Linked DNA regions of Mus musculus: regions 1 and 2 are each linked to region 3. The links are chromatin contacts, called in public Hi-C and HiChIP or PLAC-seq maps. All regions are on one chromosome and are shown on one strand. Each heading gives the region's core, a stretch centred on a gene start, on an enhancer-like site or on the middle of the called end of the contact. The rest is flanking DNA. Distances are from core to core; before and after follow the strand shown. Region 1 has its middle 5.3 kb from the start of Mir680-3. Region 2 has its middle 27 kb from the start of Mir680-3. Region 3 has its middle 100 kb from the start of Mir680-3.

Evidence for each region. A called contact is a pair of places that touch in the nucleus more often than the background predicts. HiChIP or PLAC-seq counts read pairs in DNA pulled down with a chosen protein or histone mark.
Region 1: a contact with region 3 is called in a Hi-C map of the STO cell line, with 2.5 times the contacts expected there. The contact joins two enhancer-like sites. A contact is called at or near these places in 4 of 39 promoter capture datasets (the 3T3-L1 cell line, 3T3-L1-derived adipocytes and liver) and 7 of 484 Hi-C or Micro-C datasets (the STO cell line, colorectal tumor organoids, embryonic fibroblasts and 4 more).
Region 2: a contact with region 3 is called in an H3K27ac HiChIP or PLAC-seq map of embryonic fibroblasts, with 12 read pairs. The contact joins two enhancer-like sites. A contact is called at or near these places in 1 of 15 datasets of contacts at CTCF or cohesin (pro-B cells), 16 of 484 Hi-C or Micro-C datasets (the 3T3-L1 cell line, the AML12 cell line, the Patski cell line and 8 more) and 3 of 115 datasets of contacts at active chromatin or transcription factors (a colorectal cancer cell line, embryonic fibroblasts and neural progenitor cells).

The regions. Positions count from the first base shown.
Region 1 is chr12:35,197,721-35,202,601 of GRCm38.p6, reverse strand. No RefSeq gene overlaps it. Among named protein-coding and RNA genes, the nearest start is that of Mir680-3, 5.3 kb to the right of the region's middle. Within about 2 kb of position 2,316, at least 14 of the 459 cell types and tissues checked have an H3K27ac peak or open chromatin away from gene starts, as enhancers often do. A contact at or near this core is called in the STO cell line, where this site is marked.
Region 2 is chr12:35,219,306-35,224,221 of GRCm38.p6, reverse strand. No RefSeq gene overlaps it. Among named protein-coding and RNA genes, the nearest start is that of Mir680-3, 27 kb to the right of the region's middle. Within about 2 kb of position 3,626, at least 16 of the 459 cell types and tissues checked have an H3K27ac peak or open chromatin away from gene starts, as enhancers often do. A contact at or near this core is called in colorectal tumor organoids and embryonic fibroblasts, where this site is marked.
Region 3 is chr12:35,292,582-35,297,105 of GRCm38.p6, reverse strand. No RefSeq gene overlaps it. Among named protein-coding and RNA genes, the nearest start is that of Mir680-3, 100 kb to the right of the region's middle. Within about 2 kb of position 2,360, at least 87 of the 459 cell types and tissues checked have an H3K27ac peak or open chromatin away from gene starts, as enhancers often do. A contact at or near this core is called in the STO cell line, colorectal tumor organoids and embryonic fibroblasts, where this site is marked.

The DNA.
Region 1 (4,881 bases), core at 1,067-3,566, 94 kb after region 3:
TCAGAAGGGACACAGCTGAGAAAGTGCACCCTGCTTCAGGGTGAGTCTGTGAAATGTTGGAGGGAGTGGGAAGCCCCAGAGGGTAAGAAGGGGAAGGCCAGAAACCTAGTGCGGACTTGAAAGCCAGGCAAGCTTAGTGCTTCCGGTGGGGAAGGGCATGACTGTCAGGAGCTCTTCACAACCGTAACCAAATTAAATCGTTGCTCTATTTAGCTATGGGGGATGCGGTTTAGAGAATAAGTTGTCTATGTTTGCATATTTTGAGTTTAGATCTTCTCAAATTCAAACCCTTTTATTTATAACCACTTACTTTGTCCAAGAATTTTACTTACAGTCAGTAACCGCCTTTGCCCGAGGATTGGGGAAAAGAGGGCTCAGGGCAACCGAGAGAATCTAAGGACTCAAGAAAGAAAGAGATACGGTGTTCACTGGATTGGCCTTTGTAGATTTTTTAAAAAATATCTTGCGCCATTAATTTTCATTTTTTTTTGTGGATTCCTTATTTATACATTTGCCTACTGACTACAACTTATTTGTAACTTTATAATAAGTGGTTGCACAGGTCAAGGATCATTTGCTGACATGCGCAGATCCACAGAGACTCTGAGATGCTCCAACGGGCACATTCCTGGCTGAGGTAGGGCCGGGTTAGGCCGGGTCTTCCAGCTTTAGTTCTGGTTTAGGAATGAGTAAAGATTGGAGACAAAACCTGTTAGAGGCCATGTTTCTGGGCCAGCTGAGCCACCTCGGTTTGACCCTCATCTCTGGCACCTGTCAGCATAGCCTCAGGCATGCCTCTTAATACTTTTGATTTTTTTTTAATTTCCATTTTGAAAAATTACAATAATAGAATCTACCCATATGAATAGGCTTTTGAATTTAAGATCATAATCTGTGTAAGATTCCATGTGACTGTGTCTACACTTTTTGAAGCAGCCATGATTCTATGCCTTCTAACTTAGCGTTCGCAGTAACTTTACAAAGCACGCCAAGTATGCAGCTGTATGAACAAAAATAATCAGAATGCATAAAAGTTCACTGTTCTGTGTGGGAGGACTCAGGCACGTGTGTGGTGTGTGTAATTACATGTGCATATGGATTGCCAGGGCATAAAAAGAGAGCCTATATCCTCAGGCCTGAAGAACAAACTCAAGACAACAGCATAGTCCAGAGTCTCAACTCCAAATTACAGAGAAAGGTCCATTCAAAACTAAGGAAGATGGAGAGAGGTTCTTCCTGACCAAGACGAGGACAATGGTCACGGTGCAATTAATGCAGGAGTAACTTTACCTTTAGTCATGTGGGAGTTCGCACCCAGAGTGGACTGTGAGTTTTGAGGCTGGACAAGGCTCCACCAAGGCCTTGAAAGCCAGAAAGCAAAGATATCAGGGTTCTGAGCCAAGGACCTCTCCCCGCCTCCCTGCCCACCTCCCGGCTCAAGAGAGACATCTGCAGTCGAGAGGTCTTATGTCTGTCTTAGAAGCAGGATGAGGGGAGACAGACAGAATAAACAGCTCCAGAAAGGACAGTGCAGGAGACACTGGGGGTTGGGGGTGGGGTGGGTCAAAAAGTAGAAAGGGGAGAAGCTTGAGAAACTGTGGTAAGACTTGGCGGCACTGCCAGCAAGGTGCCCATTTTACTTAGGATGTTTCCTGGGGAGAAGCCATGGTGAAAACGCAAGTCCCCAAGGGTTTGTCTAACCCAGCACAAGGCTAAGAACTTCACATGTAAAATGCACAAAGTATTTTGTCATTTTATTTCCATTACTGGTCCTAGTCTGGATTTGTTATGTTTGTTGTTGTTTTTCTGTTTTTTTTTTTTAAATAAAATTGAGACTGTCCTGGAAAACTTCTGAGAGTGGAACAGTGGGCTACCCCTGCAGTTCTCAGACCCATCACTGTGATGGGGCTCAGGTCCTGCTTCCTGCTGTGAGGCTGGGACACTACAACAGGCCGAGCTATGATCCTGGGATAGAGGGAACTTCATAAACACGTTCCCCATGGCTTTGTTCAGCCTCTCTCTAGATTGCACAGTGGCTAAGAGTGCTGCCACACAGACACCTCTGTCTCTCCATACCTTAAGTGCCTCCCAATTTGAAGGCCTCGCCCTGGGCCTTCTTGCATAGACAGCTCCTCTAATAAAATCCTTTCATGTTTAATCCTGCCTTGGGAGTCACTTCTCAGATGACCTGGACCAACAAAAGAAGCAGCTTTCTTTTGCATGGTGAGAACAAAAACAACAGAGGCTGCCACCACTTGCTCCCTGCCACATGACCCTCTTCCCTTCCAAGACTCAAAGCCACGTGGATTTACGGCTGGAACAAATTACAAGTTACTGTATATTTCTGGCTATGTGCTTAGCTCAAACCCTTTGAAGCACACACGTAATAGAACTTGAATTTCCAAACAACCAAAAAACTGTCTAAAATAACAAGGGAGTCTAGGTAGGCCACGGTCTCCTTGCCTCTGTGTCATTCCCTTCCCCCACATTTCCAGCATTTTCTACTAGTTCTTTTTCTCCTTGTTTTTGCAAACAGAGCTCAAAGGTTTTTTCCTCACCCAAAAACCGTCCCCTGAATTCCCTGACAAAAGATTATTATTACCCAATATTACAGAACAAACGTCCTGGAGGGACACTTGCCAATTGTTTCTGTTTTCTACACGGTGATCAAGTGTCATCAATAATATACTCCTTTTCTGACTGCTCATCAATCATCCCCAATGAATCAGAAGTGTTGCCCTTAAGGCTGATCAATCATCATGCCAAAACCCCACCCGCAGCAGGAAAAGGAGACATTCTACCCATGGTCTCTCATCTTTCATCAGCAAGGCAGGCCCTTCCTGTAGTGCCCCCAGAAAGTCTACCTTTTCTCCCATTGGTCAGAAACAGTCATATGGCCATTGCAGCCAATCATGGCAAAGGGTAATAGGGTTTCACAATTGGTTTAATCAAATGATTCATTCCTTCGGAGGCGGTTTCTTTCAACATATTACATTTGCTCCCTCCTCCTTGCTCCCCGCCTTCCTTCTTAGCACTGACTCAGAGATTCCATCTTACCCTCCTTTCTCTGACCCACACTGTGCCGTTTCTGGGGGGCCAAGGTGGGGTTCATTCTTTCCATCACCCGCAACCAACCAGTGCAACAGATTCAGTAGAGGTTTTGCTAAGCAAATTACGGACCCTCTTGTTCATTGAATGCAAAATGCAGTACACATGGGGACCTTAACGACACTGAAAATACACATCTTAAGTCAAATATCAGACTAATCTTCCAGTGTTAACCTGAACGATTATGAGTTCTATTTCAATTCTCAAGAGCATGGAGATTAGGCTGAAGGAGTAGCTAACCGCAGTAGAAGGTTATGAACATCTGATAATGCCTGTGCTTAAAACTCTAGATGATAGTCAGGCCACCACCGTGGTCTCTATCTCCTATTTTGTCATCTCCTCCTATTCCTCCTCCTCTCCCTTTTCATGTTTTGGTTGGTTTGTTTGTTTGTTTGTTTGTTTGTTTGTTTGTTTGTTTGTTTTTGAGACAAGGTCTTTCTATTTAGACCAGAATTGCCTTAAACAGAATAGCCCTCTTGCCTCAGCCTCCCAAGTGCTGGGATTAACACACATGTTCCATGAGTTCTGGCTGCCCCACTGGTTTCCAGATAGAGATAGTGTCTCCCTTAGGGATACAGCTATTTAAATAATGACTAAGGAATGCATGGTGCACCAAGACAGGTTTCATCAGATAAAATGATCTTAGTTGTTAAATTGTAGTGGAAAACACAAACAACCATATGCAAAGAGTTCGATTTCACATGAGATCAGCAACATGCTAAAAAGCCTTTGCAATGTTTGGACTTGAGTTACTAACTAGATCTCTCTGAACTGGATTCTTTTCATTACACCTTCTTGGTTTTGATCTGCTTGTTTGGGGTGGGGGGTTGTTTTTGTTGGTATTATGTGTTCATGGTTTGGTTTGATTTGATTTGGTTTGGTTTGGTTTGGGGTTTTGTTTTGGTTTGGTTTGGTTTGTTGTTTTTGTTGTTGTTGTTGTTGTTGTTGTTGTTGTCTGGTTGGTTGGTTTTTTGGGTTTTTTGGGTTTTGTATTTTTGTTTTTGTTTTTGTTTTCCGAGAGAGGGTTTCTCTGTATAGCCCTGCCTGTTCTGGAACTCACTCTGTAGACCAGTCTGGCCTCAAACTCAGAAATCTGCCTGCCTCCGCCTCCCAAGTGCTGGGATTAAAGGTGTGCACCAGCACTGCCCAGCTTGGTATTATGTGTTCTTAGCCTTCTTTCCCCTTATTTAGGTCTTATTTAACTCTCCAAATGTTATGGTTTTGCTTCTGTAAAGAGACACCATGACCATGACAACTCTTATAGAGGAAAATATTTAACTGGGGCTGGCCTAAAGTTTCAGAGGTTTAGTCAATTATCATCATGGTGGCAACTATGGTAGCATGCAGGCTGACATGGTGCTGGGAAAAGAGCTGAGAGTTCTACATCTTGATTCACAGGCAGCAGGAGAGACTGTGTCACACTGGCTAGACTTAAGCTTATAAGACCTCAAAGCCCAACCCCAGTGACACACTTTCTTCAACAAGACCACACCTATTCTCCAACAAGGCCATACTTCCCAATAGTGGCACTCCCTATGGGCCAAGCATTCAAACACATGATTCTATGGAGCCATTCCCATTCAAACACCACAGATGGTAAGCATGAAAATATATCATTGCACAAACTCAAGTAGCAGTGGGGAAGGGAAAGACATAAAAATAAAAGGAGGGTTGGATTCCTGAGGGTATGGAGAGCCGGAGGACAGAAGCCAAGTACAAAAGAGAGGCACATATTTCTGTCATAATGAAGCCCACTATACAGTCAAAACAATT
Region 2 (4,916 bases), core at 2,377-4,876, 74 kb after region 3:
ATCATGGGCTGGATCATATTTCATTGAATGTTTTGAAAACTTACTCATGATATATCATTTCTAAACTGTCCTCATTCCAATATAGTCCCTTAAAATTCAGATTGCATGGATTTGCATCAGGATAAGAGCCATTCAAGTGAGCATGCCCAACGAAGGGGCAAGAGACATGCTAAGAGTGTTGGGTAACACTTTCCTATGCATTCAAAAATATCAAAGTATTTGTGGTTTGAGGAAGCTCTAGAGAAACGTCAAAGTCCTCAAGCTTCAGTTTCCTTGTGTGAAGAATGTGGATGATGATCAGAACATGGGACTGTGTGAGAACTGAGCGGGACAGTGGGGGAGAAACAGGGCCTGGAGCCTAGACTGTCCAGCACTGCAGTGTCTCTCCAAGTCCATGGTCATGGAGCTGTCAGACGTTTTTCACCTGTAATAGAATGCAGCAGATGGGCATCTGAAGCTGTGATGGAGAAATCTGCCACCTTGGAGGTTACAAGCAAAGCATGTGGGGTTCAGGGTGGACTTTTTTATATTTTTCCCTGAAAACCTGCTCTTTGCTCTTTCCTTACAACAATATTATTTCAATTCAAAAGATTAAATCTATGTAAGGCTTCAAGGGGGTGGGGAAGCAAAACACACTGGCCAGCAATGTGTGTATAGCCTGTGCTATCTTTTCTAACAGATTAAAATCACTTGGCAAAAATTCACTGGGAGTAGAAGATGAGGGGCTCTCTGCCAAGGTTATATGAAATCTCACCCCAAAGTTATACCCCATGGACAGAAAAAGAGGAGAGTCAGAATCTTGGCATGAGGCTGCAGAGTCAAAGATCAATCCCATTTTCAAATGTGCCTGGAGTTGCACAGGGAATTCTCCCCAGATGCTGGAATTCAGCAATGGAAAACTCTTTAAGGTTCATGGGAGCAATTTATCCTTACCCTTTTAGAACATCCTGCTCTTTGAAATATGAATTATGTGTGCCTGCTGTAACTAAATTTCTTTGGTATAAAGTATATGTCCGTTGGAATCTGCTTTTCCATTTTGCTATATCTAAGAAGATAGACTCAGTCTGATAACTGTTTCTTCCCCTCAAACTGCCCACATCATTTTCCTTTACAGGATGCTGGGGATGGGGCTCTGTCCACAACGCTCAAAAGAGCCAGTGTAGACTTTGCAGACGAGGTTAGTGAGATCTAGGCTGACATAGACATTAAATGAGCAGAGGTGGTTATCCTGTTTAACTCTGATATTCTATTTACGCTCTGATAGATAAGCATGCTTTCCCTTGTATCTCCAGAGTTCCACCCACCACCTTTGACAAAATATGTCTCTCCTACTTCAAATCTAAAGCTTGATAAAATGTTTGACTGCCACATGGACGGTACTAAAATTTCTGTAAGTTTTTCATCTTTAGTTAACTCTCTGGCATATAATGTATAGTTCTGGATTTTAAAAAAAAAGTCTTTCTCAATGAGTTACAGTTTTTATCATCCAGTCAGGGCCTAGGAAATGGCTCTGTAAGTAAAATGTTCGCCTGTTTAGCCTGGAAATCCAAATTCTGCTCTCCAGTGCTCATGTAAAAACTTCTCTGATGCTGTCCACCTATAATCTCAGCCACAGTGTGGAGCCAGAAACATCCCAGAGTGTCCTATAATCTCAGCCACAGTGTGGAGCCAGGTACATCCCAGAGTGTCTTTGGCACCAGTTTAGCCAGAGCAGTGAACTCCAGGTTTACTGAAAGACCCTGTATCAAAGAATAAAATGGAGAAGTGACTCAGGGAAACAACCCAACATCAACCTTTGGCTTCCACATGCACATAGCTACACTGGCAAACATGTGTGGGTGTACACTCTCTCTCTCACACACACACACACACACACAAAGTTGGGGTGACATATATCACAGACAAACAAGTCAATAAATGAACAAAAAAATACATGAATAAATTTAAAATCTAATCAAGCAACGAAAAGGTGATAATGGCTTAAGAAGTTCTTAAATATTAAAAGAAAAATGCCATAATGAAATCATCACAGAAAATAAAAAAGAATCACTATATGGCCACATGAGACCAAACAAGAACTTAGACTGACTTCCATTTGAATTTAGAGAGACTAAGCCAATGTGCCCTGCCTTCCCCTCCCTTCTCCTCCTATTTCCTTCCCTTTCTTTCCCTTTCTATCCCTTCCCATCCCTTCCTATTCCTGAGGTGATGGGGGGAACTATCTTTTCCACCTGAATTCAATATGGGTAAAATAACTCAGGCAATTCCAGCATACAAGTCCCAGCTCTGTGCTTTTCTGAGCAGGACGGGAGCACATGACTGTGCCATTCCATCATCATGCCCACCTGTAACTTCTGTTCATCACTGAGAATGTGTGGTCAATGTGTGATGATGCTCCAAACTTTGTCTCTGTAACTCCTTCCAAAGGCGTTTTGTTCCCAATTCTAAGAAGGGGCAAAGTGTCCACACTTTGGTCTTCGTTCTTCTTGAGTTTCATGTGTTTAGCAAATTGTATCTTATGTCTTGGGTATTCTAAATTTCTGGGCTAATATCCACTTATCAATGAGTACATATCATTTGAGTTCTTTTGTGATTGGGTTACCTCACTCAGGATGATGCCCTCCAGGTCCATCCATTTGCCTAGGAATTTCATAAATTCATTCTTTTTAATAGCTGAGTAGTACAAAGTTTGGAGCTGAGACGAAAGGATGGACCATCTAGAGACTGCCATACCTGAGTATCCATCCCATAATCAGCCTCCAAACGCTGACACCATTGCCTACACTAGCAAGATTTTGCTGAAAGGACCCTGATATAGCTGTCTCTTGTGAGGCTATGCAAACACAGAAGTGGAGGCTCACAGTCAGCTATTGGATGGGTCACAGGGCCCCCAATGGAGGAGCTAGAGAAAGTACCCAAGGAGCTAAAGGGATCTGCAACCCTATAGGTGGAACAACAATATGAACTAACCATTACCCACCAGAGCTCGTGTCTCTATCTGCATATGTATCAGAAGATAGCCTAGTCGGCAATCAGTGGAAAGAGAGGTCCATTGGTCTTGCAAACTTTATATGCCTCAGTACAGGGAAATGCCAGGGCCACGAAGTGGGAGTGGGTGGGTAGGGGAGTAGGTGGGAGGAGGGTATAGGGGACTTTTGGGATAGCATTGGAAATGTAAATGAAGAAAATACCTAATAAAATAATAATAATAATAAATTTTTTTCAAAAAAAACTGATGATGCTGCCCATTTAACATGACAGGTCTCTCACACTACATGTGGATCTATCTATGCACCTGTCTCCCCCCCAAACTTCATTTTTGTCCTATACAATGCACTGCCCCATGGCTGCTGCTAACCTGAGTGGCCCTTTCATCAGCCAGGAAATGCCTGGATGCAAAGCTGAAGTTTTTCTCTTATTCATACTAAGGAATATACATAATATTCTGACATTATAAGATGGTAGACAGGAATCTTTGCAGGCTATTTATATCCATGAGACAGCCTCTAGCATGGTAAGACAGTGAGAAATTAAATCCATCATCCACCACACACATCACCACTCTAGGAAATGTCTATTTGTACTTCTAAAAGTGCCTTGCTGAACAAGTCTGCCTTACAATGACATCTGCTGGGAGACTCTGGCATAGAATGGAAACCAAGCCAAATATCTAATGTCAATAATTGCCTAGGGAGGTGGGAGATTTGTGCCAAGATCTGTCTTTTAAATGGTCTTCAAAGAGAGAAATCATATTGTTCAAACCATAAACCAAACCTAAGGTGAGCCCATAACAAATACCAGATGCAGAACTATGAAATGGAACCCCAAATACAAGTTAACATCCTCATTCAGTGCTCTCTGCTTTTAAATACTTCATCTAGAATGACAAAGTAGGTGACATTCATCTGAAATATGTTTACACTAGAGCTGCTCACTGCTGAAGGTTTCTCATTTCTTTAGCAAACATCAAAGGATTAGTTGAGAGTAAAGCATGTTTATCTTCTTGGTAATGTTACTATGCATTTTTGGCCAGACTTTCCTGGCTAATGAGTACATAGGTCTACTCCTGTGTTTGAATTCCAGTTGATGATGTAAGCAACATCTGGGGTAGGACTCCAGCAGAAATGATCTTTCAGTGAGCTACTGTTATTTCCAATAGTAGATCCTTCAGGAAGAAAGCAAAAGTAATCTTAGCTATAAAAAGTTTCCTGTATCCTCTACCATAACACGTAGACACATGAATAAAATAAGAATTGCAGGAGTTAACAGAACTTAAAATACAAAAGAAATTATAACACAAATAGTCAAAATTCATGCTACTATTAACTTAAGTATGGTTAGCACAAAGCCCATTCTGCAATTGCTGTTTAGGCAAAAGACTTTTGCAATGAAATAGAACATCCCTCTCACTCATTGAGAAAAATTCATATTGTCATGGTTACATTGGAAAGTATGATAGAAAAATTATCTTTCTCCACTTGTAATTCATAGTAATAATTGAAGCCAATTTTTAACATAGAATTGGAGAGAGATCACAAGTACAAAATTCCTGAGGTCATTAACATTACAACCTCTTGGAATTTTCAAAGATAACATATATACACATACACATACATATGACAGGCCTTCTGGGGGAAAAAAAAGCTCCTTGAACCTTTTAAACATAAAAGACAAAGAAAAACTTATTTTATCCTTGAGACTGCAGCACAGGTCTGTGATATTCAGATGCAGTTTTGCATTTAAAGTGTATAAAAAACTCATTATTGAATGTAATCATCCAAAAACTTTGTTTCTAGCAAGGCTCAAGTCATGCCAACAAAAGTGGCTCAAGAGTAATGAATGTGATGAGTTGGCGTATATTCTATAATCCCTTTCACTTCATAGATTGAAATTATTTAGAGAGAAGCCTCTACAAA
Region 3 (4,524 bases), core at 1,111-3,610:
AAATGTGGATCAATTTGCATTCTTCTACATGCAGACAGCCAATTAGAACAGCATCATTTGTTGAAGATGCTTTCTTTTTTTTTCACTGTATAGTTTTGGCCATTTTTTTTTTTGGTCAAAGATCAAGTGTCCATAGGTGTGTGCATTTATTTCTGGGTCTTCAATTCTATTCTATTTATCAACCTGTCTGTCTCTGCACCAAACTATGTGGTTTTTTATCACTATTGCTCTGCAGTATAGCTTGAGATCATGGATGATGATTCCCCCAGAATTTCTTCTATGGTTAAGAACTGTTTTGGCTATCATGGGTTTTTTTGTTATTCCAAATGAAATTGAGAATTGCTCTTTCTATCTCTGTGAAGAATTGAGTCGTGATTTTGATGGGGATTGCATTGAATCTATAGATTGTTTTTGGTACTATGCCATTTTTATTATGTTAATCCTACCAATCCATGAGCACGGGAAATTTTTTTCATCTTCTGAGATATTCTTCAATTTCTTTCTTCAGGGGCTTAAAGTTCTTGTCATACAGATCTTCCACTTCCTTGGTTAGATTTACATCAAGATATTTTATATTATTTGTGATTATTTGAAGGGTGTTTTTCCCTTATTTCTTTCTCAGAGCATTTATCCTTTTTATAAAGGAAGACTACTGATTTGTTTTGACTTAATTTTATATCCAGCCACCTTGCTGTAGTTGTTTATCCACTGTAGAAATTCTCTGGCAAAATGTTTGAGGTGTCTTATGTATACGATCATAATATCAGCAAATAGTGATACCTTGACTTCTTTTCCAATTTGTATTCCCTTGATCTCCTTTTGTTGTCTTATCGTCCTAGCTAGAACTTCAAGTACTATAGATTGGAGCCTTGTCTTGTCCCTGATTTTTGTGGGATTGTTTCAAGATTCTCTCCATTTAATTTGATATTGGCTATTGGTTTGCTGTACATTGCTTTTATCATGTTTAGTATGGGCCTTAAATTCCTGATCTCTCCAATACTCTCAACATGAAGGGATATTGTATTTTGCCAAATGCTTTTTCAGCAAATATTGTGATGATCATGTGATTTTTTCTTTAAAAAAATATATATATAGGATTACATTGATGGATTTCTGTATATTGAACTAGCCTGTATCCCTCGGATGAAGCCTCCTTGATCATGGTAAGTGATCATTTTGATGTGTTCTGTGATTCAGTTTGTGAGAAATCTTTTGAGTATTATTTCATTGATGTTCATAACTGAAATTGTTCTGAAGTTCTCTTTCTTTGTTGGGTTTAGATATCAGAATAACAGTGGCTTCATAAAAATAATTAGTTAGTGTTCCTTCTGTTTCTATTTTGTGGAATAGTTTGAGGTGTATTGGTATTAGGTCTTCTTTGAAGGTCTGATAGACTTCTACACTAAAACCCTAAAATCATCTGGCCCTGGGTTTTTTGTTGTTTTGTTTTGTTTTGTTGTTTTTTTCAGCCTTTTAATGACTGCTTCTATTTTCTTAGAGGTTATAGGACTGTTTAGATAGTTATAAACATAAAAGAATAAAACTAAAGCTAAGAAGGATCAGTAAGAGTAATGGTTTATTTCATTATTATGTTAGCTGGCCATATGATAAAGCATTTAATATAGTGATGAACACAAAGGATGTCCCCCCACCATGTGCCAGGAGAGACAAAATCAAGCAATAAGCATTTCTGTATTACTTTCAACCTTCTAATTTTTCTTTTTTTTTCTTTTTGATTTTTTGATTTTGTTTTATTTTGGTTTGGTTTGGTATTTTTGGTTTTTTGAGACAGGGTTTCTTTGTCCTGGAACTCATTCTGTAGACCAGGCTGGCCTCAAACTCAGAAATCCTCCTGCCTCTGCCTCCCAAGTGCCGGGATTAAAGGCATGTGCCACCACTGCCCAGCCTAATTTTTCTTTATATTACTGGACAATGAGACTTTTTTTTTCTAACTAGGGACACTGCATGATACTTTCATGTTGTAGGGAGAGGGAAAGTCAGGCTAACTTGGGTATGCTATGTTCCCTTAGAGCAAATTAGAGCAAGGTCATGAGAGATAAACAGAGCCAAGCCTGGGAGCAGTTGTGCTTCACTGGGTTTTCTGTTCCTTAATTGGTTTGGAGTGCTGTGGTTCCTTTAAAATATGGGGGAGGTTATTCTACTGAGTGGTGAGTAACTCTGGCCATAGCTACAGGAACAAACAAAACAACAAAAAGCTTAGGGGAAAAAAAAACCCACAAGCACTCAGACTGAAAAAGTAACCAAGCCAAAAATGCCATTTGACTATTGCAAAATGATCGGGCACACACTGAAAGCCAAACATGCTTACAAGTTCAGCAAGCCCCAAATATGCCATGTCATTAGTGTCTTTCCTTCCAAGTATTCTGTCCACATACTCTGAGCTGTTTACCACAAAGAAAAGATGCATCACCTTGTTAAATCATTTCTAAAGCAGGAGGGGAGAAGGAAAAGAAAAAAAAGAAGGGGATAAGTGGGGTGAGGGGAGGGGCTGTGAGAGAGGACCAGGAAGAGGGCAGTGGTCTATGATTAGAGTATTAAAATGAATAAATTAATTAGTTAATGAAAAGGGAAAAGGTGGGAAAGGGAAGGAGTAAGGAAGGAAAAATTAGGAAAAAGGAAACAGGGGGTAGGGAAGGAGAAAGGGAACAAAGAGAATTACTGGAAAAAAATACAATAAAAAGTTTTCAAGTGACTTAATGTGAAATTTTCAAAAAACCTCCATGCTCCACCAGATAAATATTTCTGCATATTCTCAGAAATGGGTCACACTTCCCACATACTTAAAAACATCCTTTACAGTTAATCTATCAATAGCAACCCTACCAGACATTTTATCTTAAAATTTGTCTTGGGCCTGAAGACAGCGTGGTAGTAAAAACCTTGTACAGATCTCCATCAGCCAGGTGAAACAGCTTGGTGTGCTGAGACACTTGCCACCCTAGCCTAGGGAGGGGAAGCTGGAAAAGTCTCAAGATTCGCTGGCCAGCCAGACTAGCCAGTCTGTGAAGAGACCCTGCCTCAGACAATAAGGTAGAGAACAACTGAGCTTGACATTTTGATGCCAACCTCTGTCATCCACACATACACATGTAGGCACATACGTAGCATAGACATGTGTACAAACACACACATGTACACACACATACATATACAATTCTTTGTCCTTTCATTTTTATATGGCTTGTTCGGAAGGAACCAAGAAAGGAAACATAACAAAGCTATGTGAACACAAAGACTGTTTGTTGGACATTCTCCAAACCCAGCTGTAAACATCCACTCTTTGTTCGAATCCTTACAGCCACCTACCCAGTCACATGACAGCAGCATGACCAGCTTTGTCCACCAGAGCTCTTTGCATGGAAATGTACTAAATGTACTAAATGGACATACCAGCCACACTTCTTTCAATGACAAGAAACTGATCAAGTAGAAAATGTGGGAAAGTGGACATTCAGGCTAACTGTCTCCCTGTCTTTAATTGAAGCATTGTCTACTTCTCTGAATTAAACTGTCAGTTTAATTCAAGCTAGCTGAGCTGTTTATCATCCAGGAAAAAATCTAGTAGATGCTGAAGATATGCCAGATTACATTTCTACAGATCTTCTTTGTATGTTTAATCTTTTTTTTCTCCCTCCCTACTTCATGATACACACAGCTCTATGAATTGTGACTCTTATCAAGATGAGGTTTGGACTATCTTCTATCTTGCCTTTCATGTTGGTTACTTTTCGATATGGAATCTTTTCAATGTCAAATGTTGCTAGGTAACTATTTTCCTTGTTTTAATTCAGTTTTGGTAAAAACAAAAGTATATCTAAGTGGTTTAGTCTCAACTAGTATTGCTCTTCTTCCAAAATATGTATGTCCTACTTTTGTGTCAAGAGATACACGATGTGGCTTTCCAGACCTGCACAGAGCTACAGATGGTAGCAGAATTAGTTGTTTATAAATTTTACTGTTCATTGCCACAAACACATGGAACATAGATAATAAGTAATGAAATACTGTTTATAAAATAACTGAATGATTCAGAGAAGGAGATAGAAGGAGATAGATGATTCACATAGAAACAGAAAAAAAGAGGTTTCTCTGTAGAATTCCTTATATCTCTAATTAATATGGAGAAGTACGTGCCTTTAATCTCCAGGGAAATCCTGATGCTGTGAGCCAAACACAGTAGTAGGTTTCTGAAATTAACTGTTGTGATTGATGATCTGGGTATGACAGTGTGGACCGCTTTAAATTTCAGCTTACCAACAGAATAATCAAACTAGAAGTTAAGTTGAATGCTGACTTTATAAGGTCTTTTATGTTTAATTTAATTTGAAATGTTCTTTAGTTTGAAGATTTTTGTTATCTGATTTTATATATACTGCCAGAGTTGCTGCTTTGGGTAAAAATAAAAAATAATAATGGACCACTGTTCAAAGTAATGAGATTCAGAACAATTTTCTTCTGTTCAAGGCTAATTTTTTGGAGATTTCTGTAAGATTCCACCCAATT